Linked DNA regions of Mus musculus: regions 1, 3 and 4 are each linked to region 2. Evidence: chromatin contacts called from public Hi-C and promoter capture Hi-C data. All regions are on one chromosome and are shown on one strand. Each heading gives the region's core, a stretch centred on a gene start, on an enhancer-like site or on the middle of the called end of the contact. The rest is flanking DNA. Distances are from core to core; before and after follow the strand shown.

What was found. Promoter capture Hi-C pulls out the DNA fragments that hold promoters and counts their contacts. A called contact is a pair of places that touch in the nucleus more often than the background predicts.
Region 1: a promoter capture Hi-C map of neutrophils shows a contact between it and region 2, with 3 times the contacts expected there. The contact joins the enhancer-like site here to the promoter of Rab2a in region 2. A contact is called at or near these places in 3 of 39 promoter capture datasets (the C10 cell line, neutrophils and pre-B cells), 3 of 484 Hi-C or Micro-C datasets (CD4 T cells, granulocyte-monocyte progenitors and uterus) and 4 of 115 datasets of contacts at active chromatin or transcription factors (the 230-238 cell line, effector CD8 T cells, embryonic stem cells and 1 more).
Region 3: a contact with region 2 is called in a promoter capture Hi-C map of hippocampal neurons, with 5 times the contacts expected there. The contact joins the enhancer-like site here to the promoter of Rab2a in region 2. A contact is called at or near these places in 14 of 39 promoter capture datasets (the 3T3-L1 cell line, 3T3-L1-derived adipocytes, the C10 cell line and 8 more), 4 of 484 Hi-C or Micro-C datasets (CD4 T cells, CD8 T cells, cerebral cortex and 1 more), 5 of 115 datasets of contacts at active chromatin or transcription factors (astrocytes, effector CD8 T cells, embryonic forebrain and 2 more) and 3 of 9 other capture datasets (adipose tissue, liver and macrophages).
Region 4: a contact with region 2 is called in a Hi-C map of CD4 T cells, with 3 times the contacts expected there. The contact joins the enhancer-like site here to the promoter of Rab2a in region 2. A contact is called at or near these places in 1 of 39 promoter capture datasets (pre-B cells), 2 of 484 Hi-C or Micro-C datasets (B cells and CD4 T cells) and 1 of 115 datasets of contacts at active chromatin or transcription factors (bone marrow-derived macrophages).

What each region holds. Positions count from the first base shown.
Region 1 is chr4:8,922,758-8,929,412 of GRCm38.p6, forward strand. No RefSeq gene overlaps it. Among named protein-coding and RNA genes, the nearest start is that of Gm46842, 15 kb to the left of the region's middle. Within about 2 kb of position 4,979, at least 119 of the 459 cell types and tissues checked have an H3K27ac peak or open chromatin away from gene starts, as enhancers often do. A contact at or near this core is called in the 230-238 cell line, effector CD8 T cells, granulocyte-monocyte progenitors and 3 more, where this site is marked.
Region 2 is chr4:8,532,556-8,538,775 of GRCm38.p6, forward strand. It overlaps Rab2a (RAB2A, member RAS oncogene family), which reads left to right and starts at 3,089. Exons shown (of 8, transcript NM_021518.3): 1 at 3,089-3,353. The coding sequence starts at 3,308.
Region 3 is chr4:9,018,378-9,024,891 of GRCm38.p6, forward strand. No RefSeq gene overlaps it. Among named protein-coding and RNA genes, the nearest start is that of Gm34428, 13 kb to the left of the region's middle. Within about 2 kb of position 1,599, at least 19 of the 459 cell types and tissues checked have an H3K27ac peak or open chromatin away from gene starts, as enhancers often do. A contact at or near this core is called in hippocampal neurons, where this site is marked.
Region 4 is chr4:8,804,225-8,810,765 of GRCm38.p6, forward strand. Chd7 (chromodomain helicase DNA binding protein 7) reads left to right here. Exons shown (of 38, transcript NM_001277149.1): 5 at 927-1,064; 6 at 2,072-2,137. Among named protein-coding and RNA genes, the nearest start is that of Gm46841, 90 kb to the left of the region's middle. Within about 2 kb of position 1,842, at least 33 of the 459 cell types and tissues checked have an H3K27ac peak or open chromatin away from gene starts, as enhancers often do.

The sequences.
Region 1 (6,655 bases), core at 3,729-6,228, 390 kb after region 2:
CTGGGGGGCTTGTTAAAGCACAGATTGCTGGGCCCTAGCCCCAGAGGTGATTTTATTTGGGAGACCTGGGGTTGGCCCCAGCTTGAGACTTATCAACTTGTTAGAATTCCCAGGCGCTGCTTCTGGCTGCAGAGATCCTTGTGGAACCCTCTCCTGGCTTCAGCCTGTGTAACAAGTCCTCCATGATGGTGCCTCGGCCCCTCCCCCAACTTGCTTGGTTTGCCAGAGGGTTTTAAAGCAAATCTCAGTTATTCTGTTGTTTCGCCCTTGTGGGGTGATTTTTAATTCAGTGGTTAAATAGAGAGGACTGTGAACAATGGGAAATCGTAGAAAAGCTTTTCATAAGCTTCCGGGAAGTCCCACTGCCCTTCTGGTCATGTCACCGGGGAGGAGTCTAGCACCTCTCTATTAAAAGCCATGCCTGTCAGTGTATGTGTGAGACTCTGGGTTCCACCCCACCTCACCCCTCCCAACTTTAACCCCCGCCCAAGGGAATAAAAGCAGCAGTGCTCTCTTGTTGGTGCTGTGGTCCTCGGCTCTCCCTAACCTCCATCCTCAGTGTGCCCTCATGTGCTGATATGGCTTTCTGGTGCTCTAAAGTGTTTTCCTAACAAGATACCGCAAAGGATGGACTTCTGAGCTATTTTGAATGCTCATACTCTTCTTAGGGATGCTGGGTTCAGACTCTAAGAGTACTTCTGGCCTACTTCTCTGTCACTTTTCAAAATCATTATTGGAAAAAGAGATCTCAGGCTCAGCTCCTGCGCACAGCCTTCACTGAAGCCCAGAGTGGCCTTGTATCATGAGCAGGTCCTGGCACGGTCTGGCGCTCTGTCTTTCTTTTACTCCCCAGAGCCACTGTGGAACACCTTACATTCCTCTTGATTTGTCTCCAATGGGAGGCCTCTGCTCAGACTCCGACTTTCCACTGGGCCACTTCTAAAAAGATCCTTTGCTCTCGCCCTTCCCTGGCTTACTTAGGACTCCTTCGACCTCACCCGGACCTTATCATTTTGGACGCCACCCACCCCACCTCAAGCTTACTCTCAGACAAGCGTCAGTGAACTCCCAGGAGGTTAGACGGTCACTCTTTCATTTGATGGCGGTCCTCTCTCCTTTCCAGATTCTCCAGGAAGTCATACAAATGTTTCCTTTCTCCATCTGCTGCTGGAGTAAAGCTCTGGGGACGGTGCTCACTCCAGGGCCCCAGAGCTTTGTTCATATTTTCATGCCGCCTCTTGTTTGTGTGTTTTCCTTCCTGGAATCAGCTGTCACTTTCTGTTTTCTCCTGAGTCCCTCCGCTTGCCTTTGCTTTTCTAGCCTTTCTGAAAGAAGATGCAAACAGCACATGTTTGCTCCGCTTTGGGTCCTTGTGCACCCATTCTGTTTGGTGGCCTGTCTGTGATGCTGGCTGACGGAGCAGTTGTGGTCAGGAAAGGATGGAGACCACCATGTGGTGCTGGGTTCTAGGCTGCTTTGTTCATTCAATCAACCTGAACCTCTGCTACGTGCCAGGCACTGTTTGGAGACTTGTAGCATTGAGCAAATCAGACATGTTCCTGCATTTGACCAGCCCTCCTTCTTGCCCGGTCCATGCCTGTGGATTAGGCCACTAATGGATCAGAAATATGTGAAAAAATTTCATCTGTACCAAACATATACAGACATTCTTGTCATTATTATTCTCTATACATTATAATGAATTTGTTTTACATTATAACTAAATTACATTATACTAGGTCTTATTGGTAACTTAGAGATGATTTGAAACAAGTCTTCTTAAACGGTTTCTACCCAGGGCCTCTTTTGTTCAATACATTTTTATGTGGCCCAAGTATATAGGTATATAAAACAAACATAAATTTCAAACCATTATTTGGGATACATTTAACTTTATTATAGTTATTAAATGTGAAAGCAACAGGGCAGTGGTGACACTTGCCTTTAATCCCAGCACTAGGAAGGAAGAGGTGGGCAGAGCTCTGAGTTCAAGGCCAGTCTGGTCTACAGAGTGAGTTTCAGGACAGCCAGGGCTACACAGGGAAACCTTGTCTTGGTGGGGGCAGGGCTAAATGAAAGTAAGTTTACGTACTGATGGAATGGTGGGATTATTTATTACCACATGCAGAAGGTAATATTCGTGGAATATTTTATAGTGCAGGGCTTAGAGCATCCTCAATGTTTTTCCAAGTTGATTGATATTTTGATTTTATAATCATTAGTGCTAAGAATGCTGTTTTACATAAATATGGGTGCAATGTACAAAATGACACCAATATGTTTAGTACCACTTCAGAAATGATTGGAAAATGTGTTCCAACGCTAAGCCAAAATTCGTTGAGCTATATTTCATGATATTCAAATTAGCAATTCAAAGCAGCAAATTGTCGTTGTGTTGTTGTTGTTGTTGTTGTTGTTGTTGTTGTTTTGAGACTGGGTAGCCCTGGCTGTTCTGGATCTTGCTCTGTAGACCAGGCCAGCCTTGAACTCACAGAGATCTGCCTGCCTCTGAGTACTGAGACCAAATAAAGGTGTGCATCATCACGCCCCACACATGTCAAGCGGCGTTGATTTTTACATTTTAAAATATTAATCTGAGTTTTACATACTGAGGAACGGTACTAGGAAAATATTCAAAAACTTTGTTTGGTAATTAAATAAATTTTCAAAATTGCCAAATTAATAATCAAATAATGCCAGAAAACCTTTTATGTATATCAAAGACACCACACTGAATAACAGCAGGGTCAAATCTGAGCCAAGGTGTGGCCGGCAACGTTTGGTGGGTTTTGTGTTTTGTGTTGGTGTTGTTGGGCACAGACATGTGCTGCACAGATATTGTAGTGCATGTTCAGAGCCACGTCTACAGTGAAGATGTGGCATCAGAGGGCACTGTCAGAAATGCCTCAGATTCCATACACGCTTGCCTTCAATTGATTTTCATTTATTATGTGCTCAGAAATCTTCTACTTTTGCCTAAGGGTCCACAACTCTGCATCCAGTTTATGCGATTGTACTGGCTGGTTTTGTGTCAACTTGACACAAGCTGGAGTTATCACAGAGAAAGGAGCCTCAGTTGAGGAAATGCCTCTGTGAGATCCAACTGTAAGACATTTTCTCAATTAGTGATCAAGGCGGGAGGGCCCAGCCCATTGTGAGTGGTGCTGTCCCTGGGTTGGGGGTCTTGGGTTCTATGAGAAAGCAGGCTGAGCAAGCCAGGAGAAGTTAGCCAGTAAGCAGCAGCAGCCCTCCATGGCCTCTGCATCAGCTCCTGCCTCCAGAATCCTGCCATGTTTGAGTTCCAGTCCTGACTTCCTTTGGTGATGAACAGCAGTGTAGAAGTGTAAGCTGAATAAACCCTTTCTTCCCCAACTTGCTCTTTGGTCATGGTGTTTTGTTGCAGCGAAAGAAAATCTAACTAAGCCAGTGACACTGTAAAGGCCAAAGTCCACAGTTCAAGATGCTGTAGTTTAAAGCATAGGAGAGGATGTGTCACATGCAGGCTATGTGCAAATACTACATCAGTTTATACAATAGGCATGGGCATCACAAGATGCTGAGGTCCTCAGGGGTTTCTGAGGATACTGATGGAGAAAATGTAGCCGTGAAGATGACATAGTCTAGTTTGCAAGGCAGTAAGGGACCTGTGTAAAGTGTAAAGTGCCCAAGTGAAAACCAAAGCACTGCAGAATTTGCGCTGCTATTTTTAGACTCTGCGACCAAGAAAGGCTTCTTAACTACAGGAGTTACACTGAGGAAAGTCTGGAGGCCAGGGAGAACATCTTTTGGGTGAAGGCATCAGTGATAGAACCTGATGGACCAGGCGAGAAGTTGCATGGAAAGGTGTACCCAAAGATAGATGCTTGCCTTCTAAAACAGCAGTTGTTACAATCTCTGAATTACTCTACCGCTCTAGTCTCAGATGGCTTTGATGTTTGGTTCTCCAGTCACCCACTTCCTTTCCTCAGCTCTAGTGTAGAGGCTAGGCGGGAGGGAAGCTTAGCTTTTTACTCTCTGGGGAAGCCTGATGAAGCGCGGTGGGTGGGGCTAGGTGACTGTTCCTAGCTCTGGGTTCTGCTGATCTCAGTAATAACGCACAGGAAGTGCTAATTCTAATGAAAGGAGGTGACAGTGGTCATGAGAGTCCCCAGGAGAAAGGGGACAAACCGAGGCAAAAGCTGAAACTAGGTTTTAACCACAGCAAAAAGTGCTGGTGTTCATTACAGTTGCTGACTTTAATGAACAGCAAGCATGTGAGGTGCCATGCTCCTTAGTAGGCCAGAATCCCATGCGTTCAACAGGCAGTTGGCGCTATGGAGCCTGCCCTTGTTCTTACTGATTGATCATCGTTACTCCCCAGCCCTCCAAGCTGTCCTTGGTACTGGGCTGCAGTTGGCAGAGACTCCTTCTCCCAGTTTTGTCTGCAAGTGGCCATGCTCCTTGAGTTTCTACTTCCTTTTGAGGAGAATAAGGAAAAATGGATTTTTTTTTTAAACTTTCTCATCTCTTGGTGAGGGGCCTTGTGAGCCTTTCCTCTAATGTCCAACTGCTTGGCTTTCTGCGTTCTCTTTGTTGTTGTTTAAGACTGGCTCCACTGACATATAAGAACACCTGCCGCTTCCCCCAGGGCTGACAGGGGAAGCTGTTGTTCTAAATCCAAAGCAAACACTAGTGCCACTGGGCAGCTGGCCTCCCCAGGAGCACAGGTGAATGGGGGTGGGGGGAGGGGTGACAGTGGCTTACTTGTCCTGGAAAGGGGCCATTAGAGGTCTGATCCCCAGGGACTGGCTTCCTCTTACAGCTTCCCTGGAGCAGCTGTGGTGAGGAGGAAGGGTGCAGAATTGACTCCGTTTTGGAAGAGTGGAGAGGCTGTCATCTCGTCTTCTCTTTTCAGGAAGATCTCCAGGGGTGGGTGGGAGGCAGCAGTTCCACTCAGCCACGTGTCCCCAGCATGCTCACACAACATCTTAAGCGACCGGCTGGCCGGAAGGGAGACAGTGCTGAGGGAGAGGATGTGGTTATTCTTCAAAACCCTAGTTCTGTTAAAGGACTTTAAAAAATGGTTGCAAAACACATTCACATTACAGTTTAATACATTTATGCCCATTAAAACATGGTGATCATGAACATTGTGTGTGTGTGTGTGTGTGTGTTTCTGGGTATTACTAGATGCAAGAGGTGGAGTTACACACTACACTTCCATGGTCAGTGGTTGTCTAGTGAGGTTTACCAATAAAGCCACCCTATCTCCCTGTCCTGGCTTTATAGGGTTGTCATAACCAAGTGCCAGAGACACATTGAAGTTTATATCCTACAGTTCTGAAAGGCTGGGAATCCAAGGTCAGAGTGTTCATGGTTGCAGATGTCTGTCTTCTTGTGTCTTTCCATGACTTTTCCTTCTGTGTCTGTCCCATGCTCCTTTATAAACTTGCCAGAGATGGCAGATCATGGCCCACCCAAAATGACTCTATTAACATCACCTCTTTCAAAGGCCTTGCCTCCATATACACCCTCATTTTTGAATAATTGGAGTTAGGGCTTTAACATAGAAATGTGTATGTGGAAGGACAGCAGACCTCTGACTTGAGACCCTTATGCCTTAACCATCCATCAACGACGTGGCAGGTGTATGATGTGCCTGGCCACTTGATGGCTTTCCAGAATTAGTCTCATCCTGATTACTTCTTCAAGATGAGGAACACCCAACTATAAAACTAAAGCATGCAGCGCTGTGGAGTTAAGGTAACTACATTTGTTTCTCGGCATGGAAGGTGTAACGTAGTGGTGGAGTAATTTCCTGACATAAAATGACTAAAGGAAAAACACTTTCTGTTTCATGAGTTTTATTGTTGCGTGTTGTTCCATCACCCTTATCATTAAAAATTACAGGCACAGATGTTACTTTTAGTATAGACTCATCATAGTCTCCTCATGTTGGAGTAAGAAGCCCAGATCCAGGGCAGGGGCCGGCGCAAGCTGCCAAGACCTGCCCAGACCCAGCCAGAATCTACTTGCTCTACTGGGCAGGTGTAAGCCCTTGGGGTTGGGGGTTGGCCTGCTTCTTGGACTTATACAGATATGGAAAAGAGACTGTAGTTATTAAATGAGATGGCCTCTGATCACGAGTTGGGACTTTTTTACTTTTCTCAGAGAATACTTGCCTTTGTTTGTTTTTCTGATCAATCTTGAAACCAGTAGTGCCGACTCCACCTCCGCAACAGCCACCCACTGGCTCCCTTCACAGCTCCACCCACAACACCCACTCATGCAAACAAGAACAGAGAAGGCTCAGGGATTCTTCCTGATTCTGGCGAATATGCTGTAACCCCTTCTTTATAGAAAATAGCATAAATGGCCCCCTACAGCGCTGCTGGCTTCAACAGGAGGTGTGGGTGGGCTGGCTTTTCCTGGCTCGCCACTGGATCACCTCCACCCAGCTGCTCCAGAAAGCTCCTGACAAAGCTCACCCGGGAAGTGCTGCCCGGTCTGCAGGAATTGGCCGTCGCCACGCGTTTGCAGCATACACCGATCTGAATTTCGAGAGTCTGATGTGAACAGACATCATAAGTTGCATCGATGTCACCGAAGGCCAACTAGTGACTTCATTAGTCAACTGTTTCCTTATTGCAATTAAAATGAGGATGGCCAGATGTTT
Region 2 (6,220 bases), core at 1,839-4,338:
CTGGGGTCTTGCTGTGTCGCTCACACTGGCCTCCAATCCATGCTTGCTCCCCAGTCAGTGTGCTGGAACTACAGATGGGTACCCCCTGAGCAGCTCCGGGGCTGGCTTTAAACATGAACTGATACAGTGGTTAGACTTTTATTTCCCTAAAGTAATTTTTAGAGAGTATGCAGTACTTAAGAATTTTATATCTTTATTTTTAAAAACCGAGGCTCAGCAGTTATGAAATCTTGCTGGTTTTCCAGAGAGGACTCAAGTTTGGCTTCCATGTCCCGCATCAGGAAGCTCACGGCATTCTGAAACTTCAGCTCCTATGAGCCCTCAAACACATGATATATAGACACACACATACATATAAATAAAAATAGTAACATAAATCTTTAAAATCCTTACTTTGCTTGGGATGGAACCTCGGGGCTTTAGTCCTTCCGGGGACAGTACTGCAATACTGAGCAGCAACCTTCAGCTTTATTTTTTTATAATGTTTACAATATTTAATTTTTTTCTTCTATATGTTGTTTCTTACTTTTCAGTTTGTGTTTCGTGTGTCCGCACGTGCATGTGTGTCCCAGCGCGTGTGCATCTGCGTCAGGAGTCAGAGATCAGCACTGGCTATCTTCCTCACTGGCTCTTTACCTAGGGTTTTGAGGCACGGTCTCTCCGTGAATCTGGAGCTTACTAATTCAGCTGTCTGTACTCCCTGATCTGTAAGATCCGCCTGTGTCCACCTCTCCAGTGATGGGCATCCACACTTAAGCCCTCATGCTTGCACAGTAAGCCTTCTACTGAGCCTTATCTCCAGCCAATACACTGAATCTGCAAAGCACCTACCACCCTCATCTGAGGCTCAGAGGAAGATATGAAAATCAAGTGCTTGGACTGGTGAGACCGCTCAGCAGATAGACACCTGCTACCAGGCTTGGCAATCTGCATTTGACCCCTGGGACCCAAGTGTTTTGGGAGAGTCCAATTCCAAGAAGTTGTACGCTGGCCTGGTAGAGGGCCATAGCACACACATGCCCACTCTCTTGGATGTACACAACAATCTAGCAAAAAACTCAGAAATAAAGAAAATCAGGTCCCCACTCACACTTGATCGTACTGCTGTGGTGCAGTGGCCTCTGCAATCTTTGCGCACTAAAAGAGAGCAGCCCCGTACAGGAACACGAACCTGGGACACCTGTATAGCCCTGGTATCTTCACGGTGGGGGGGGGGGGTAGGATTACTACCTTAACTGGTACATTTACATCTGGAGATTGGACAGACAAACAGCCAAGCACATTCCAATGTAAAGCAGCCCTCCTAAATGACCAACTTCAGCCTTGTACAGATCCATACACTGAAAGGCAAGAACAATTTGTCACAACCATCCAATCAGGACAGAGTCAAGACCAGAAGCCAGGTTTCCTAAGCTCTTTATACCACCACATTGCCTCTAGCACTGTGTATATATGGCTGTGAGGTTTTTTCTGTGTACCTCTTTCCCTTCATAATTTCCCTGTGTCTCCTGTATAGAGTTCTATATGTGTATATCTCAGCACACAAGGCCTTGCATGGCCTGCCACAACTTCTCTGGCTAGCTGTCTGCTCTAGGGACTGTTCTTGATTACAAAGGAGGCTAGGCTCCTACAGTCTACAGAGTTGTCCTTCGGGAGCTGAGATAGTAAAGACCACACTCTGAGAGTAAGGACCCGAGTTTCTGAACAGACACCCAGAAAAGATGACTTGAGTGAAGTCCCTTAGGCAAAACAGCCTCAAGCCTGAAGCACCCGGGGAAGGTCCCAAAGACCAGTGAACCCCATTTTTTTCAGTTGCTTTTCACATCAAGTTCCTGAGCCTTTAGCAAACCACCTCCCTAGTAATGAAGAAAAACCTAGTGAGGTCCTGCTTGTCAGTTGTGCAAATGAAGTAGCAACCAACTTCAGTCATCCTAGCATGGTACCATCAACTATAATCACAGAATGGTTGATTCCCAAGGGAAGGGATGACAGTCAGCAGGAGGCTGGCCACGAAAGCCACAAAAGCCCACTCATTCCTCCTCCAGCAACAGAAGAGAGATGGAAGCATTAAATCAGCTTCCTTACACAACTCTTAAATTTCCTGAACAGATCCACGAACATCATTCTGCTATATTCTCTCTGTTTCTCTGTCTCTCTCACTTTGTGTGTGTGTTTCTCCTTCTATTGTGGTTTCCAGAGAATGAACTCAAGACAGGCTTGCATGGCAAGTGCTTTTATCTGTACATTTTGGGGACACACTTTTTTTTAGATAGGGTCTCATGCTTGACCCCTCAGTGTTGTAAAGAATGACCCAGAATTCCTGATCCTCCTGCCTCTATCTCCCAAGTGCTGAGATTATAAATGCATGGCTTACTTGTAGTAACCTTTGTCCTTTTGATAGTCACTTTCTTGTAAGTGGGCTCTCTAGAAAACTGTTTCAGATAGTAAACTAACTCTGTCCTCCACCTTCTTTAAAATCTGGGCTTTTAAAGAACTGGGTTTGCCTCTAGTTGGCAGCACTGGCAATATATACAGAATATATTCAAAGGCAAAAGTACCTTCAAACTGCATGCACACACATATGTTTTTTACTAATTCCATCATGTCATACCAGGTATTTCCTTTCATGTTGCTTCTGTATTTATTTCAGTTTTTCGTACAATACATACACAAAACATGATTAAGCCATATATTGTACACATTACACCTATACACAACATTGCACTTAGAATCCTGGTCTGATAAACAGCATGCAAATGTATATTTACTTCAATATTTATACAGTTGGGTTTTTTTTTACATCTTTTTAAGAGCGACATAACAGCATTATAGGGACATACCACGATTACACACACACACACACACACACACACACACACACACACACACACACACACACAGAGAGAGAGAGAGGGCGGCGACTGAACCTAGCAGGCTCCGTTTCCTCGCGACTCCCCGAGCCCCGGCCTGGTAGGCGGGGCTCCGGGGTAGGCGGGACTCCGACCGGAGGGCGCGGCCGCGGCTCCTCCCCTCTCCTCCGGCGGCGCAGGCGGCGGCAGCACTTCCGGGTCGGCGCGGAGGCGGGGCGGAGGCGCCGCGGCTGTTATTGTTCCGAAGGGCTGGGCCGCTGTGCTCCGCGCTCGGCGCTGTCAGTTCGTCCCGCTGCCCCTCGGCCTTTGCTGCTGGCTCTGACGGCGACCGACGGCGGGCGGGGCCCGGGTTCGCGGCCGAGCGGCGCCGGTGAGGGCGCGGAGGAGGCGCACAGCGGGAGGAGGAGCCGTGAGCCTGGCACGGAGCGGCCGCGGCCATGGCGTACGCCTATCTCTTCAAGTACATCATCATCGGCGACACAGGTGAGGCCGGCGGCGGGCCGGGGGCGACCGGGGCGGGCAGGCGGGGCAAACGGCGGCGGCGGCGCCGAGCGGCGCGGGTCGGGGGCGCAGCGCCTCCCTTCCTCCCATCCTCCCTCGGTCCCCTGGCCGCCGCTCCATTTCCGCAGTGCTGGCGCTGGTGACGTGGGCGCTGCGAGCGGCCGCGGCCTGCCTGGGCCTTCCTTCCCTGCTCCGCCCGGGCCCGCTGCAGCCAGGCCCGCGGCAGCCGTTTGCCACTTCCCGGAGAGTGTGACAGCAGCACGGCCGTCCCCGGGGGGCCCCCGCCTCGACTGTCTCCGCGGCCCGGGGAGAGAGAGGGAAGTCGAACGAATTGGAGCGTGACGGGCCCCGGTCCAGATTTTTCTCCCTGGTCCCACCTCCCCGACCTGCACGCTTCCGTCTAGGCCCTGGCAAGGCGCACCCTGAAGTGGGACAGCCTTTTGGGGAGGAAAAAAAAAAATTAAAAAAGGAAAAGAAAAAAACCTAAATTTTTTTGGAAATATCCTCAATCTCCAAGTCCGAATAAGTGAGATCACATGACTCGATGGCAGGGCAATTCTTCTCGGGATCATTAAAGCACCATTGAGCTCTGGCGACTTTTGCCACGTGTATGCTGGCATTATTTGACTTGATAGTAATGCAAGGCAGGTCAGTGGGCTGGGTGTGAGCATACTGTGGGTATGCTGACTTACTACTGATTTTTTTTTCTTTTTTTTCGGTTTTGTCAAGTCCAGGATCACAACTGTTAATTTTCAGGTGACCTCGTGTACATTTGTAGCAAAAAAAAAAAGGAAAAAAAAGTTCCCACTTAAAAATAGCATCCTCATAAGTTTCTGAAGCAAATAAGCAAGCTGTTCATGAAATACTTTGAATACCTGCGATTTGGGCCATATTTCGAATCTAATAATAAACGTAAAGCTTATTTAGGTGTTAAAACTATTAATACACTAGAGTCTGATTTCAGTGGTGAGTGTTGCACAACCTGGACCCCTTACACAACTTTGTAAATGTAGAAGCATCTTGAGGTTGCCCTATGATGTAGCAGGTTCTATAAGTAACTCTGGAAGTATGTTGATTGCTACCTAACACAAACTTCCTGCAGTTAATACAGTTTTTCAGCCGTGTGTGTGTGTGTGTGTGTGTGTGTGTGTAAGGAAACTGGATGGTTTTCTATGCAAGGTACTGGATAAAGCCATATTTTGTAAACTGGAAAAGTGGTATCTAAAATAAAAGCACTGAGTTATTTTAAAAAAAAAAAAAAAAAAAAACAAGTAAAATTGGAGATGTCAGACTAACTACAGTGTGCCTGGGTGTGTGAAACAGGAATAACTGACCACTTGGTTGTCCCAGCAGCAGCACAATTTAGATTGAGTATTTGCAGGGTATCGTGTTTTTATTAGTATTTAGTAATGTGCAGGGAATACTGGGAGGACAGATACTAACTAGCTGACGCTCTGTTCTCAGGAAATGGTCCCCATCCGTAAACAGTCCCTGTGGTTTGAAGGGAAGACACTCCTTTCTTGGCATTCTGGTGTGACCTAGTTCTGGCCTTTGACTGCTCACTGGGCTGTAGATAGCACTTGGTCCACACTCCAGTTCAACTAGTATAGCTTAGCCTCAGTTTCATCTGAACTACTCTGTCAAGCTCTTGCTTTAGTTTGGTCCTCAGTGAACTAAAGTACCTCCTGCTCTTGTAGCATTCTTTCCTACTGCATCACCTTGCTGTTGCCTGTGAGCCCAATAGCTGGCTTCTGAGGCTTCCTTGCTCCCTCCTCCTCCCTCTGTTTGGCCTGCCTTCTGCCATTATCATTCCCTAAGAAATGTTGTTAATCTTTTAATTAAAGCCTTGCCCCGGCCTTCCATAATGCCTGCAGAATCAACATATCTTGACCTCTTATATATGCCAGTATTCACCTGGTACCTTGGTTAGAAGTAACTGCTTATTTTCTGGATTATATTTCTCAATTTATATAGTTTTCCTGGTGTTTATTCCAGACTTATTTTATAGGTATTTGTGTAGGCATCTGCATTTGCTTACGTAGTTCTTGGGGGTAGAAAAGGTGTTCTGTATGCTTTAGGATGGACCCAGTCAAAGGTAGGTCTCATGTAGTTAATTAATCAGGAGCCGAATGGACTGTATTTCTACTACACACATTAATCATTTCAAAGTTTAATCCCAAATCTACTAGTTTTTTGCTTAGTGCTTTTGCTTGAAAAGGGCTATCATTTTATTTCATAGAGAGTACACTAGCAGGCATAATGTGATTTATAAAGTGGAAAGTGTTTCTGCTTTGAACAAGCCTAGTCTAGTAATATAAGCGCATAATTATTAACAGAAAAAGCCTATTTCAGGAACCTAACATGTCTGTCAGTTTTTAACTTCATAATCAGTCCTCCTGTCCCTCATCAGATACACACATTCACAAGCCAATTGTGTTTACTCGCAGTTAAAATGCCCTTTTTTCTTTTGCCTAGATTGTGGTAAACCTGCCTTTCCTTCCCTGCTGGAGTAGAGTGGTCTTTCTTGCCCCATTCCCCATTCTCTGTTCCTCCACTGTCTTCTCACTCCACCAGCATTTTAAATGATCCTTGTTATTAGGAAGGCTTTTCTTCTCACTGTTGGCTGAAACGTTTGTGTGCCTTGAAGGGAGGTTCTTACTAGGGAGGTGACATTTGAACTGAAATTAAATAAGAGCACAGAGTAGGTGACCTAGCTTAGAGGCTTGAGAACTAATCACAAATAATCCTCTTTGTCCGAGATTTTATTATTTGAACTGTTGAAATTATGAAGTCTTAAATTTAAAAATTTTTATGTGTGTGCATGAGTGCCTGCATATAATGTGTGTGAT
Region 3 (6,514 bases), core at 349-2,848, 480 kb after region 2:
GTACTGTCCTTCTGAAAGACAGGCTCCATCCACATCTACATGTGGTAACTCACAAGCCTGTAACTGTAGTTCCAGGGGATCTAACTTCCTCTTCCGACTGCCAAGGACACTGCATGCCCATATAGTAACCTGGGCAGTTTCTCAGTAAAGAAAGTACGCATGGATATGATGTTGTGGGATCCTACAATGCAATGGGTCTTCTATATGGGCCAGTTTTAGCCCTGTTTCTGCTACTATAACAGAACACACAAGGCTATATATGCTATAAATAGTTTATATGGTAAATGGGTCTGGAGGCTGGGAAACCTCAGAGTATGGCCCTAGTATACCAGTTGAGAGCCTGCGTACTGTGTTATTCAGTAGAGGGAGGCAGAGGGGGCAAGGGAGTGTATAAAACAGAAATCATGGCAAGCCCATTTATTCTTTTATCAGTAGTTCACTCCTACAACAACTAACTCCCTCACTCAAAATAACAGCATTAATCTATTTATGAGCCGGAGCCCTCACAACTTGCTTACCTTTTAACCTCTTACCTCTCCTCAACTCTGTCCCTCCCCATTGCAGGCTGAGCTTTGGAGAGGACATGGAAACCAGAGAAGGGACACAAGCTAGAGATGACCACATGGCAATGTGACATGCCAATGATACAGGAGTCAGCTATGAGAACTGATGTCAGGGGTAACCATCTACAGCAAGGGGCTTTTTCAGGGGTCCATGTATTCCTACCTGACCAAGTCCCCATGTTGTTAAGCTCTCACTTCCCGTGATTAGCTCTCTCATAAAATCTAAGTTGACTTCTAGGAGATGGGAGGGAAACTGTATGTGCACGCATAAGAGTGGAGGCAGTTGAATGTGTGTGTGTGTGTGTGTGTGTGTGTACACGCACGCGAGCGTGCACTCTCTTGCGTGCACGCGCACACATTTTTGCTTGCAAGTGGTGGGAGGCTGAGGGCCTGAGCAGTTTTCCAAGGTTCCCCAGAATACAGAAGGCTTGTGGTGCATATGGGAGATCTGACAAGAACAGCAGAAGGTGAGGAAATGGCTGGAAGCAACACTAATGCCACTCCATCTGGAAAGAGGGGTACTGTTTAGTACGTCTGGAAAGCATTATTTCTGCAAATAGCTCAACCTCTATCAACTTTCAGGCAGGGATCCCGATCTGCTGCCAAAAAGAGATCTCCCTGACGGCAATGTGGTGGGAGACACTGCGCAAATGAACTAATAGCACAAAGCAGGAAATCTGTAGAGATGGCAGCCGTGAAGGTACCACACAGCAAGCACCTGCCTCTCTCCAAAAGGACAGCCGGGGCTTCACATCACATTAGGCTGGAGCTGCACTGGGGGAGGGCTCAACCTGGTGGGATTTGGAGCTCAGCAGCCATTTCCAACAATTTCTCACAATCTCTGGGCTCAGAAAAGCCCCAAATAGAGTTAGCCAAATGGCTTTCCTGCATTGATTTTTATACCCGTGGGTATTTTGAAGGAAATTAAATCCATGTGTTTCTGATTCGGTTGCCATTAGCACATGAGAACGTTGTTTTTTTGAGAGTTATAGTGTGCGCTGGGTGCCTTCGCGCTGTGCTGCTTAAATGCCATAAAACCGTCTAGCCAGACACGGAGGTACAGGGAACCGGGTGTGCTGCTGCAAGCCATTTCCCTGCCTGTCCAGAAGGCAACATGTTTTTGTCATTTGCATCCTCTCTGAATGTAGCACAACATGTTTTCTTGTGTCTGTTAATCATCTATCATTTCCAATTTGAATGAAGCAGTATTAGTATAGATGATGAGAAATTACCCTTAACCACTAAGAGCTGGATGGGAGACCTTCAGAGCAAAGCAGCCACAAAGACTGGCACTGTTCTGGGCAAAGAAGTCAGTGGTGCTGTAGCCCTAGGACGGTCCACAAGGGCTTGACAGGATATCACTTCAGCAGGTGAGACTGGTGGGGAGAGCCTGAGTGGGACTCGGGACTCGTGGCACTCCCTGCTTGCTCTCTCTTCCTCTCTTCCTTTCTCTCTCTCTCTCTCTCTCTCTCTCTCTCTCTCTCTCTCTCTCTTCCTCTCTCCCTCTCTCTCCGTCTCTCCCTCTCTCCCTCTCCCTCTCTCTCCCTCTCTCTCCCTCTCCCTCTCTCTCTCTTCTCCCTTTGTAGACCAGGCTGGCCTTGAACTTACAAAGTTCAAGCCGGCCTCTGCCTTCCTAGTGTTAGGGTTAAAAGCATATGTCATCATGCCTGACTTTTGAACTCCTCTTCCTGATCATCAGATTGAATACCTTTGGTTAGGACTCTTTAAGAAAAACAAGTCTACTTTACTGATAATAATGTGTATGTGCATGTGAGAGCAGGTGACTGTGGAGGCCAGAAGAGGGAACTGGGTCCCCTGGAATTAGAGTAGTAGGTAATTGTGAACTCCTTAAGGTGGGTTCTGGGAACCAAATTCAGGTACACTTTCATAGCCACTGAGCCATCCCTCCACCCCCATGATCAAGACTCTTTCTAAGCATGTCACAAACGGACAGACAGACAGACAGACAGACAATCCCATTTAGTCTTATCACATTCTTTGCATGATTATATACCCTTAAAAAGAATCAGCAATACACATTTAGTAGGAACTGCACTTTGATTTTTGTTTGTTTTTTTACCAAGATTGTTGCTCTTCAGTCTGAGACTCTCCTGTGAAGATGGACAGAGGCAGAGAGCTACAGCTCACACTGTATGGCCAAGCTGTGATGGGCAGTAGGTTACACAAATTCAGTCCTTTCCCCACGTACAGTATTATCAATTCATGATGGGGCTGCCTGTCAAATGAGTCTTGTTAGGGCTTTAGCTAACCCTCCAGTCTATGAATTAGAAACTGACTTCAAAAATGGAGGGACACCTGCATTAAGTCTCTGCTGTGTTCAAGGTCTGGTTCTTGATATTGAGAACTTTCCAAAGATGAGAGGATGGGTTTTTTTTTTTTTTTTTTTTTTTTTTTTTTGTCTCTGAAGGGAAGATGCAGGAAAAAAAAATCACATGAAGTAATTTATTAAATATTGACTGTGAGGAAGGCGGAAGCAGGACAATAGGGAATTCAAGGCCATCCTCTGATACACAGCAAGTTCAAGGTTGAGCTATTTGGGAAACTGAGCTACATGGAATCTGCATCACACACACACACACACACACAGATACACACACACACACACACACACACACACTTACATACACAGACATGCACACACACAGACACACACACACATGTACACACACAGACACACACACTTACACACACAGACATGCACACACACAGACACACACATCACACACAGACATACACACTCACTCACACACACACACACTCACACACACAGACACACACAGACATACACACTCACTCACACACACACACACTCACACACACAGACACACACACACAGACATGCACACACACAGACACACACATCACACACAGACATACACGCTCACACACACACTCACACACACAGACACACACACACACAGACATGCACACACACAGACACACACACATCACACACAGACATACACACTCACACACACACATCACACACAGACATACACACTCACACACACACACTCACACACACAGACATGCACACACACAGACACACACATCACACACAGACATACACGCTCACACACACACTCACACACACAGACACACACACACACAGACATGCACACACACAGACACACACACAGACACACACACACACAGTGCTGTGGGCATTACTTGCTTGATTTCATTATCACAGAATTTGTTAAAGTAGGTTTATTCCTCCACTGTATAAGAGAGTTTTACTAAGGAAGCAGGAAGATTGTTAATTTGCTCAAGGACAGAGCTCTATGTGGAGGATTCAGGACATAGACTCTCTTTTCTATGACTAAAGGGCTTGTGATACTTTCTCTCTGTCCTATTTTTTATCTTTTAGTGTGACAATTGTTAAGTAATTGTGTATAATAACATATGGAATTTGATATCTGGAATCCTGGGAGGGGATGTACATAACTTTGCCTTGGCGACCCTGCAAGAATTTACTGAAAAAACATTATGATACTTGTTTGGGGTTTTGAAAGGATGACTGAGAGTGACCCAACAGAGAGAAAGAACACTCAGCAGATGACAAAGGGAAAGATGGCCACAAGGACCCTGTTTCAGTACTGAAAATCTACTCCTTACTTCACTTGGGTGGCACTGATTAATATGGAAACTGTTGACCAGGTCACACTTCTATGGATATAATTATAAATTAAGTGTGTGTTCTCTGAGCTTCCAGGCTGTGCTCATTGTTCTGCCCTCTGGGCTGTGGAGGTTCTTCTTTGACACCTGGCATCTCAAGGAGCACTTTGATTCTTCTTGACTTTGGTTAACCTTGACAAACTCATTGGAAAACGGCTCCTCTGGTTTCCCTCCGTCCACCCTGTCACCTGAGGTGCCTTGCTCCTCATTTCCAATGGGAGGAAAAGAAGGTCTGTTTCAGGCACAGCTGGTGGCAGTTTTGCTCTGAAATCAGAGGCTGTGGAGCAAACAGAAAATTTCATGCTTCGGTCAAGGCAGTGGCCAACAGAGCTTCAGTAACTTACATGGTGTGTCCACAGCCTGCTTCCCATGAAGCTGCCTGCTAGTGTGAACAAGCTGGGGAGTTGTCATTGAGCTGTCTTCTGGAAGCTTTCTCGATGACATGAGTCTGGGTGTCTCGTGTTGTATGGCTTTAGTCTCTTAAGCCCTAGTGTAGTCAAGCTTGCCCTACACTCCTTTCTGAAAGCCGGTAGTAGACAGCTTGCCAAGACCAGACTTACTTCATCACGTCACTTAACTAGCTCAAAAGCTGAGCCGTGGCTGGCATGATGATGCTCTGGGCTTGAATGCTTATCTAGAATGCAGGAGGCCCCAGGTTTCTTCCCTAGCACCACAAAACACAAAGCAAACAACAACTGGTGCAGATGTCCCTTGTGTCCTGGCAAAGGCCGTGCTCCTGATGGAACACAGTTGCCTTAATCAGTCTAAAATTTAACCCAAACTACAAGCATCACTGGGAAACTGCCAGTCCTTCTAATAATGGAAAAATAAGTATTTCTAGTGCTTCTGTCAGCCAAGCGAGAACCCCAGACTCCATTTAGACTTAGTGGAGCAACTTGCGATTTAAATTCAAGCTAAAACAAGTAAGCAAGCAAGCAAGCAAGCAAGCAAACAAACAAACAAAAAACCCTCCTCATTGGTCAGATGAAGAGGCTAGACTCAATTATCACTAAGGACTCACTGGGTCTACATTTTCTGATTGCTGCTGGAAACCGAGACCATTTGTTTGTTCTCCTGCAATCAAAGACAATCTCATTCTCTCTTGATTAGTCTAGAGATGGTTACAATGTTCTTTCCTCTTTGCTACATTAAAATAAATCCTAGTTTATTTTGCCTTTCCTCAGAAGAGTCTTTACCACAAATATATCCATCCACGTGCACATTGTATTAACTTTTCCAGGGGAGATGAACAACCATCTTATTACTCCTGGTCAGGTAGCAGTGTGTTTAATTGTAGATCCTTACAGGTGCATTGCAACCCATCAACCTGTTTATATCCCCAGAGAGAGGGAGGGCTGCACAAGCCCCTACCTGCTCTCTACAAACATTAGCGAGCCCAGTCTTGTGTGAATCACATTTGGTCATCACAACTACTGAAGAGTATTGAGTGGGGCATGGCTTCTCACAATCACCCGAGTACCCATGAATTTTTGGGACCTTCTCCAAGGCCTTCGTGTCACCCTCCTGTCACACCGCTATAACAGAAACCCAGACGAGGTCTAAACAGAGTGGTGCTATGGGACTGTATTGGGATATAATAGATTCTGTCTTTCCAAGCTGTGTTCAAAAAGCCAACTCATTTCAGGGAGCTTGCAGCCCATCATCTTCTTTAATTAGGGCCTTTTTGGGCTGAGGCAACATTAACTGTGCTATAAACATGGTGGTCAGCAACTAATGCCCTGGACCTAGTCCCGGCCGGCTGTGCAGAGTGGCCAGTCTGATGGCCTGGAGGCATTGCTGGCGGCTACCACTGCTCCTAGTATTTGGAAATGAAGGACCATAAATGGTGGCTGCCTTCCAATATGTAAATAAATAAATAGATAAATAAATAAATAAATAAATAAATAAATAAATGTAGAGGATGTTGACACTGGCCTCCCTGCCAGACACTAGCTAGCTTCAGACTTCATCTTTGAGGAGACGAAAGAGAGAAGGGTACTGAATAGGCTTTTGAGCAGTAGCCTCAGATCTGCTTGGAACCTCGCCTCATTTTGGAAATCTTTCAATTGGCTTTCTGGCCCTTGCTGGAAAGTGAAACCATTCTGTCAGACATGAGACTGTGTGAGCGTATTCACAATAATTATCAGCAATATCCTGAGATGGAGCCATTTGTAAGGATGAGCTGTTGTCAACAGATACTTCAGCTATGATTTGGAATTGTGGCTCAGCTCCTGGGAGAGTGTGTGCTCAGC
Region 4 (6,541 bases), core at 592-3,091, 270 kb after region 2:
TCCTGCACAGGCTGTGCCGGGTTGTGCTTGACCACAAACATGAACATTCGCCAGCAGTCGTACTGACTACCAGGCTTTGACATTTGCAGCAGCATGGTAAAAAGTTGTATTAAAACTAGAACTGCCAGGCAGAGTGGCACACAACTTTAATCCAAGCATTTGGGAGACAGAGACAGGCAGACCTCTTGGGGGTTGGAGCCTAGCTTGGTTGTGAATTTCAGGCCAGCCCTGGCTACATAGTGAGAATCTGTCCCCAGATAAACAAACAAACAACGCCACCCTACTTACCAAAGCTACTCATTATGAGATGTGCGTGTGGTTCCCACTTCTCCCTCCTTCTCCAGGACTAGGAATTGACCTGGGGCTCTGTGCATTCTTCGTAAGTGCTTAGCACTGAGGCGGACATCTCCAGCCCCGAACTGTTTCTTTCAGGCCCCAGAGTAAAGTGCATTGGAATACCTTGAGAAATAACAATATAACAATGTTTGTATTAACCTTTATAGCCTGTAGATTATTTTCTAATGCACTGTTGTTGGTGGGCTCTCTACATTATACTTTTCAGTCATAGAGAAATAAGAGCAGAGTGTGCTAGACTGCCATAGGTCCACTGTGCACCTCCGGTATTGCCACTGCCCGCAATGGAGATGGCCAAGTGAGGGACAAGGTTTGCTGTACCCGTGTGTTCTTGTTGAAGGGACTGCTGTTTGGAGCAGCAGCATTACAAGGTCCTAGGACCCCATATCTCCAGATAATTGCTGTGGTTGTCACAATGTCTTTTCACTCGGCATTCTAGATGAAAATTGCCAGTTTTCCTTTAAGATTTAGAAAAGGAAAGGAGGAAGGAAAGCAGTCTTACTACTGTGTACCGTGTTACAGAGCCCCAAAGCCTGCCCTTTAACACTCACACTGTTGGGCTTCTGTTGTAGAAGAGGCGGTCCAGCAGGCAGGTGAAGAGGAAGCGATACACTGAAGATTTGGAGTTCAAGATTTCTGATGAGGAGGCAGATGATGCAGATGCTGCTGGAAGAGACTCCCCATCCAACACCTCGCAGTCAGAGCAGCAGGTCGGCAGCCAGGCTTGCGCCGTTTCATGTGTGCTTTCAGGGTGGACTGGGAACTTATGCCTGGAAGCCAAGCAGTTCAGTGGCAGAGGTGGACTTGGGGCAGGGGAATGTTCTGCTGATGTTGGCTGACGTGTCGTGGGAAATTCATTGTTCAGTAGTATCTTAAAAAGCCCTACTTGCTCAAATTCATTTTTATACAAGGCAATGATATGTAATGTGCCAGAGGTTTGGAGAATTAAATGTCTCTGCTGAGGAAGAGTCTGAGCTAGACTATGAACCTCTGAGAATTCAGTGCTGTAGCTCCCGGAACCATAATAAACCACTCGAGCTCATCTCCTGCTGCTTGGCACCGTCAGAACCCCTTTATAAAATTACTGCCTTGGAGTACCCAGCAGGGCACACTGTATTTTCTGTGCAATGTAAATGATGGATAAAATAGTTTGTATGTAGCTCGGGCAGTAACAGAATTGATTATTGCAAAGATTTTATTTATTCTTTTTTTTTTGCTCTTACTGTACTTTAGTTAACAAACTGGCTGCCAGTTGAAAGGCCCTATTAAATGCAGCTTGGTGTTTAGCTGGCAATCGGATCTCTATTAAATTGTTGTACACAGCCTCCATAGGACAGAGCTGCCTACAGTAGCAGGGCAGAGGGAGCATTCAGTCCGTGAATATCGGTGCAGGGAAGTTGCTCCTGACCGGCTGTCGCGCACAGGTTACTTTTCCTTAGCAGCCAGGGAGGATGCGTTGTGGCTTGAGGGACTGTGCTTCTCTCCGTAATTAACCACACAGTCAGGAAGTCATAAGCACAGCCCTTCCTTTGCCTTGCTGTATGTAGTGTGAGGTTTTTCTTGTTTTTAGTAATTTTTCCCACTGTTAACTTTGGGCCCTGTGGTTGAAAGGGCAGGAGGCATGGGCAGAGGGGAGTGGTGCTTTCCCACTCGCGCTTGCAGCACAGGTCAGATGGCTTGCCAGTGGGATCGGCTGATACCACTTTCTCTTTTTCAGGAATCTGTTGATGCAGAAGGCCCAGTGGTGGAGAAGATTATGAGCAGCCGCCTAGTGAAAAAGCAGGTGAGCGGCGCCCTGTGCAAAGATGAGGATCCCATGGGGTGATCGTCCAGGTGGTTTGCTGCATACTGCCCTGTTAAGATGCCACTATGGCGCGGGGTATGGTGGTGGGTGCGGAGGATCAGGAGTTCCAGGTCAGCTGTTTCTTCATGTGACCATGTCTCAAAAAAGTAACAGCAAAAAGACAAACAAATAAAACTAAAGAAAAGCCCAATGGCTACATTATCATAAGATGAAGTGTCTGTCGGGTGATACTTCGCATCCCCTTGGTGATTGATTGCTCTGGAATGAAATCAAAACTCCATTAAGCAATGACCTTAAGATGTATCAACCTTTGTAACCCTATTTGGAGAAGTCAAGAAACTCAAAAGAAATGTTTAAGACTTCCAGAGGTACAGACAACCTTTTCCATAGAAAATGCTCCCAAGAAGACCTTGCTCGGGAGCTCCCAATGCCCTCATCAGGCTCGGTCTGTTACTGGGGCAAGCAGACGTTGTATCACGCTGCTTACAACTTTTTGCATAAATAACTTAATATGTTGAAAGTATCTTTATTACCGATACAGTTCATATTGATAAGCAAAAGTGCCTGCCAGTGGCAGCAGGTAAGCTCGTGGCCCAGGCGCGTTAGAAAGAAGAACTCCATTATGTTCTCTAAGCACTGGGAATTCTCTGCTCCGAGTCAGTTGCCTTCCTGCCCAGATTGGGAAATGCTGAGCTTGTATCTCCAGAAAGTAGGTACTGTGGATATACGTCAGCCAGGCAAGCCTGAGTAGTTCTTCATAGCTTTTGAAATGTAGAGCAAATGTGATTTCTTTTAGTAAAATGAATGCAAGGTATAGTTTCCCAGTGGCCAAGAGAATCATGGAACTTAGATGCTGTCCTAAAGTTTATCAACTATCAGACAAGGGAAAATAAAGACAGACAGACAGACAGACAGACAGACAAGCACGCTACCAGCAACAAAATACTGGTGAGCACAGGCACTTAACACAATTGTTTCTGTTAATGTATCATCGGTTGGGGCTGAAGAGGTGACTGAGAAGTCAGGAGCACTTCCTGCTTCCAGAGGACATGAGTTCAGTTCCCAGCACCCTTTTTGAATGTTTCAAAATGACCTGTAACGTAACGCCAACTCCAAATGATCCAATGCCCTCTCTTGACCTGCAGTCATATATGTGCACGCACACATACATAAAAATAGAACTTGTATTTTTTAAACTGAGAGCTTATTGAGATACCCCTGCACCAACAGTAGGCTTGCATGTCCCTCTTTTCTCACATACTCAGGATTTGCACACTTATTACCATATACACTACATGCTCCTATAAAAACTATCCGGAGCAACAAGTCAACGTACTTCAAATCGGGTGTTGAGGTGGAGTGTGGAGGATGCAGTTGGTAACTGAGTTTGTAGCTTCATGCCCTAATGGATCAAATGATAAAAACCAAGGCAGGTTTGTCACGTGTTGGAACAGACACGAGCACTACTTAGCTCGTTACAAAGGCTGCCTTTTCCTAATGTCTCTAGAACTGTTAGTTTGTGAGTACAGATATATGGTAAAATGTAAATAGTTGGCATGCTTCAAAGAGTGGTCCCCTTCACTGGACTGGCGCTACTTGAGGAAGATAGCTGTGTTCTTGGAATGGGATGCACTCATGTCTGTTGAACTTGTAGTACTTCGGCAGGCATACTTAGCAGGCTTAGAGCTGAGATTATAATTAACTCTATTCTCCATAGCTAGTGAGATTGTACCTGATGCGGACATGGCTTTTCTTTCTGTTTTGCCTGCTTCAAAGAACTTAGTTTTTCCCCCTCTGCCCACCTTTACTGGCAGGTACCTATGGATTACAAATTGATATTACAGCCCCGTGTGGCTCGCTGTAAGGCATTAGATGTCATTGCAGATGTATATGAAGATGGAACATTTATTGAAATGGCTCTCAACCTCCCTAATTCGTGACCCTTTAACACAGCTCCTTATGTTATGGTGACCCCCCCCACCAGAAAATTTTTTTCATTACTACTTATAACTGTAATCTTGTTACTGTTATGAATTGAAATGTAAATATCTGATAAGCAGGGTGTCTGATACGTGACCCCTGCAAGAAGGTTGTTCAAGCCTCAAAGGGGTCATGACCTGGGTTGAGAACCACTGATTTATTGGCTTGGTGAATGTGGGAATGGAGAAAATTGGTAGGAAAAGTTCTCTGGAAGACAGGAACTGTCTGAATGTAAGGATTGTAGAGAGCCCACAGATGCTCATCCGCTGCCGCCGCTCAGAGGCTGCTAAAACTCCATCAGAAGAGACAGACCATTAACAGCCACTAACTTTTTAAACTGCAAATGTTCTCAACATTCGTTGCTTTAATTTATAATTGCTATAAGTTTATCATTTTAAAAAATGATAACAGGGGACAATATTGCACGTGGAAAGAAAAAGAAATTTGATATTTTCCTGTGGACTCTAGCTGTGCTTCCTCTTACTATGAATAATTTAAGAATTGTCTCCCAGGGAGAGCCACCTCAGCTTCACACACCATGACAGTGGGCGTGGCTTGGCATTTAAATATTGTCCTAAACACAAGTTAATGTCCCCAAGACCCAGGAGAGGGGTCTTGTATATGAACATTGAGGTATGTTTGAATGTGTGTGTAGATATTTAGAGTGCATAGGTGTTTTGTTTTCCATATTTAGTTATAGCACTTCCTATATGCCATCTATCTATAGAAAATAATCCAAGCCCTTTTCCTTTTAGAATCATAAGGTCAGAAGTTATCTTAGAGTCAGAATCTGGGTGTACTATATACACAGGAGAGATACTATCCCCTAACATTTATTTTTCTTTATTTAACATATGTTTTCTCCATAAGGAGTTATATTAGATTCCAGGATAATTGAACATAACAATAAAAAATAGAACATTTTATAAAGTTAAAGTCTTAACTATAGTCTCCAGAATATCTTTATTTTCTCACTCAGTACTCTGTAACTCACTATCTCTGTTTGAGTATGAAATATATTAGACCAGAAGCAGTTTATTATTCTTCTCTGTATACTTTTTCATTTTTTGTTCATTATTTGTATAGTTTTGAGTAGAAGAGCTGTCTAATTTAGCAAGGCTATTCTTTCCTTGAGGGTGCAGGTTATCATGTGCTAACGGCTGTTTCAGGCCACGTTAGAGAACTAGGCTTGGCTCCTTGGTCACATGAACAGTGAGACAAATATGTTAATATAGCCAAAACATCAGGTTTCCTGTAACCTGTTATGATTCCTTTACATTCATTCCTGGGGAAGGAAAAGAATACCCATTTTCAAATGTCTATTGAACTCATGAAAATACTCAGAGCACTGTCAGGTTAGACAGTAGCTGGCCAAGGAGTGATCTCAGTGTTTGTGTGTGTGCGTATGTGAAGCTGTGCGTTATCACCCTATCATTCATTGAGTCTGCAGAGTATGGAAGTTTCTGCACACTGGTACTGTGGGCTGCTGGAGGATGGACAAAGGAGATGTCTTTAGTGAATTCTTGTAGAGAGTCATGACTCAGCATTCTCTCCGGGAAGCATGTGCACACTTACGTGAAATGTAGTTAGCAGCTGGAGTTGAAGCTCCACAGAAGAACATGGCCATGTTTTATGTGTAGCCAGTTAAACAGAAGACAGCAAACAAAATTTTTGTTTACTTGGGGACATGGCACACGCCTTTAATCCCAGCACTCAGGAGGCAGAGGCAGGTGGATTTCTGAGTTCGAGGCCGGCCTGCTCTACAAAGTGAGTTCCAGGACAGGACAGGAGGGCTATACAGAGAAACTCTGTCTCAAAAAAAAAAAAAAAAAAAAGCAAAGCTGTGTTATGGTTAGGACCTTTCATAAGCCCACTAGAGTAAAATGAGATGTTCGTACGTATTGGCCATATTCTAGAATATCTAGGCTTTGCACTGGTGAGAAGCAGTTTAAAATGCACATTTAATTGAAACTGATAAAAGGTTGGAGGGAATTCTAAAAGGTCTTTAACTGTGGTTTGAGTGTTATGTATGGAAGCCAGCCGGAGTGCCCTTATAAGACATGTGCCCTCTGTCATCCTCCACGCTGGCTCTCCTGTTTGGCCCCAACCATGTTCCTGTTCACCCTCATTTTCTTCAAAGATCTATGAGACCACCCAGCACCCATGTGTGAGCCTCCAGGCAAGCTCACCAGCTCTCGTAGGAGCAGAAAAGAACTTCCTGACACGTGGGTAAAGGCTGTTTATGGTTTACATCTTTGCTTTATCTGCTCAAACATTGTAAGAAAATGACATATTATGAATCCTTTCACACTCCAAAAGCAAAAGCCAAAAGGAAAAGAGAGGTTCTAAACCATAGCATTGATGTTGTCTTCGGTACTTTCTGGAAGCACTCTGACCACCGAA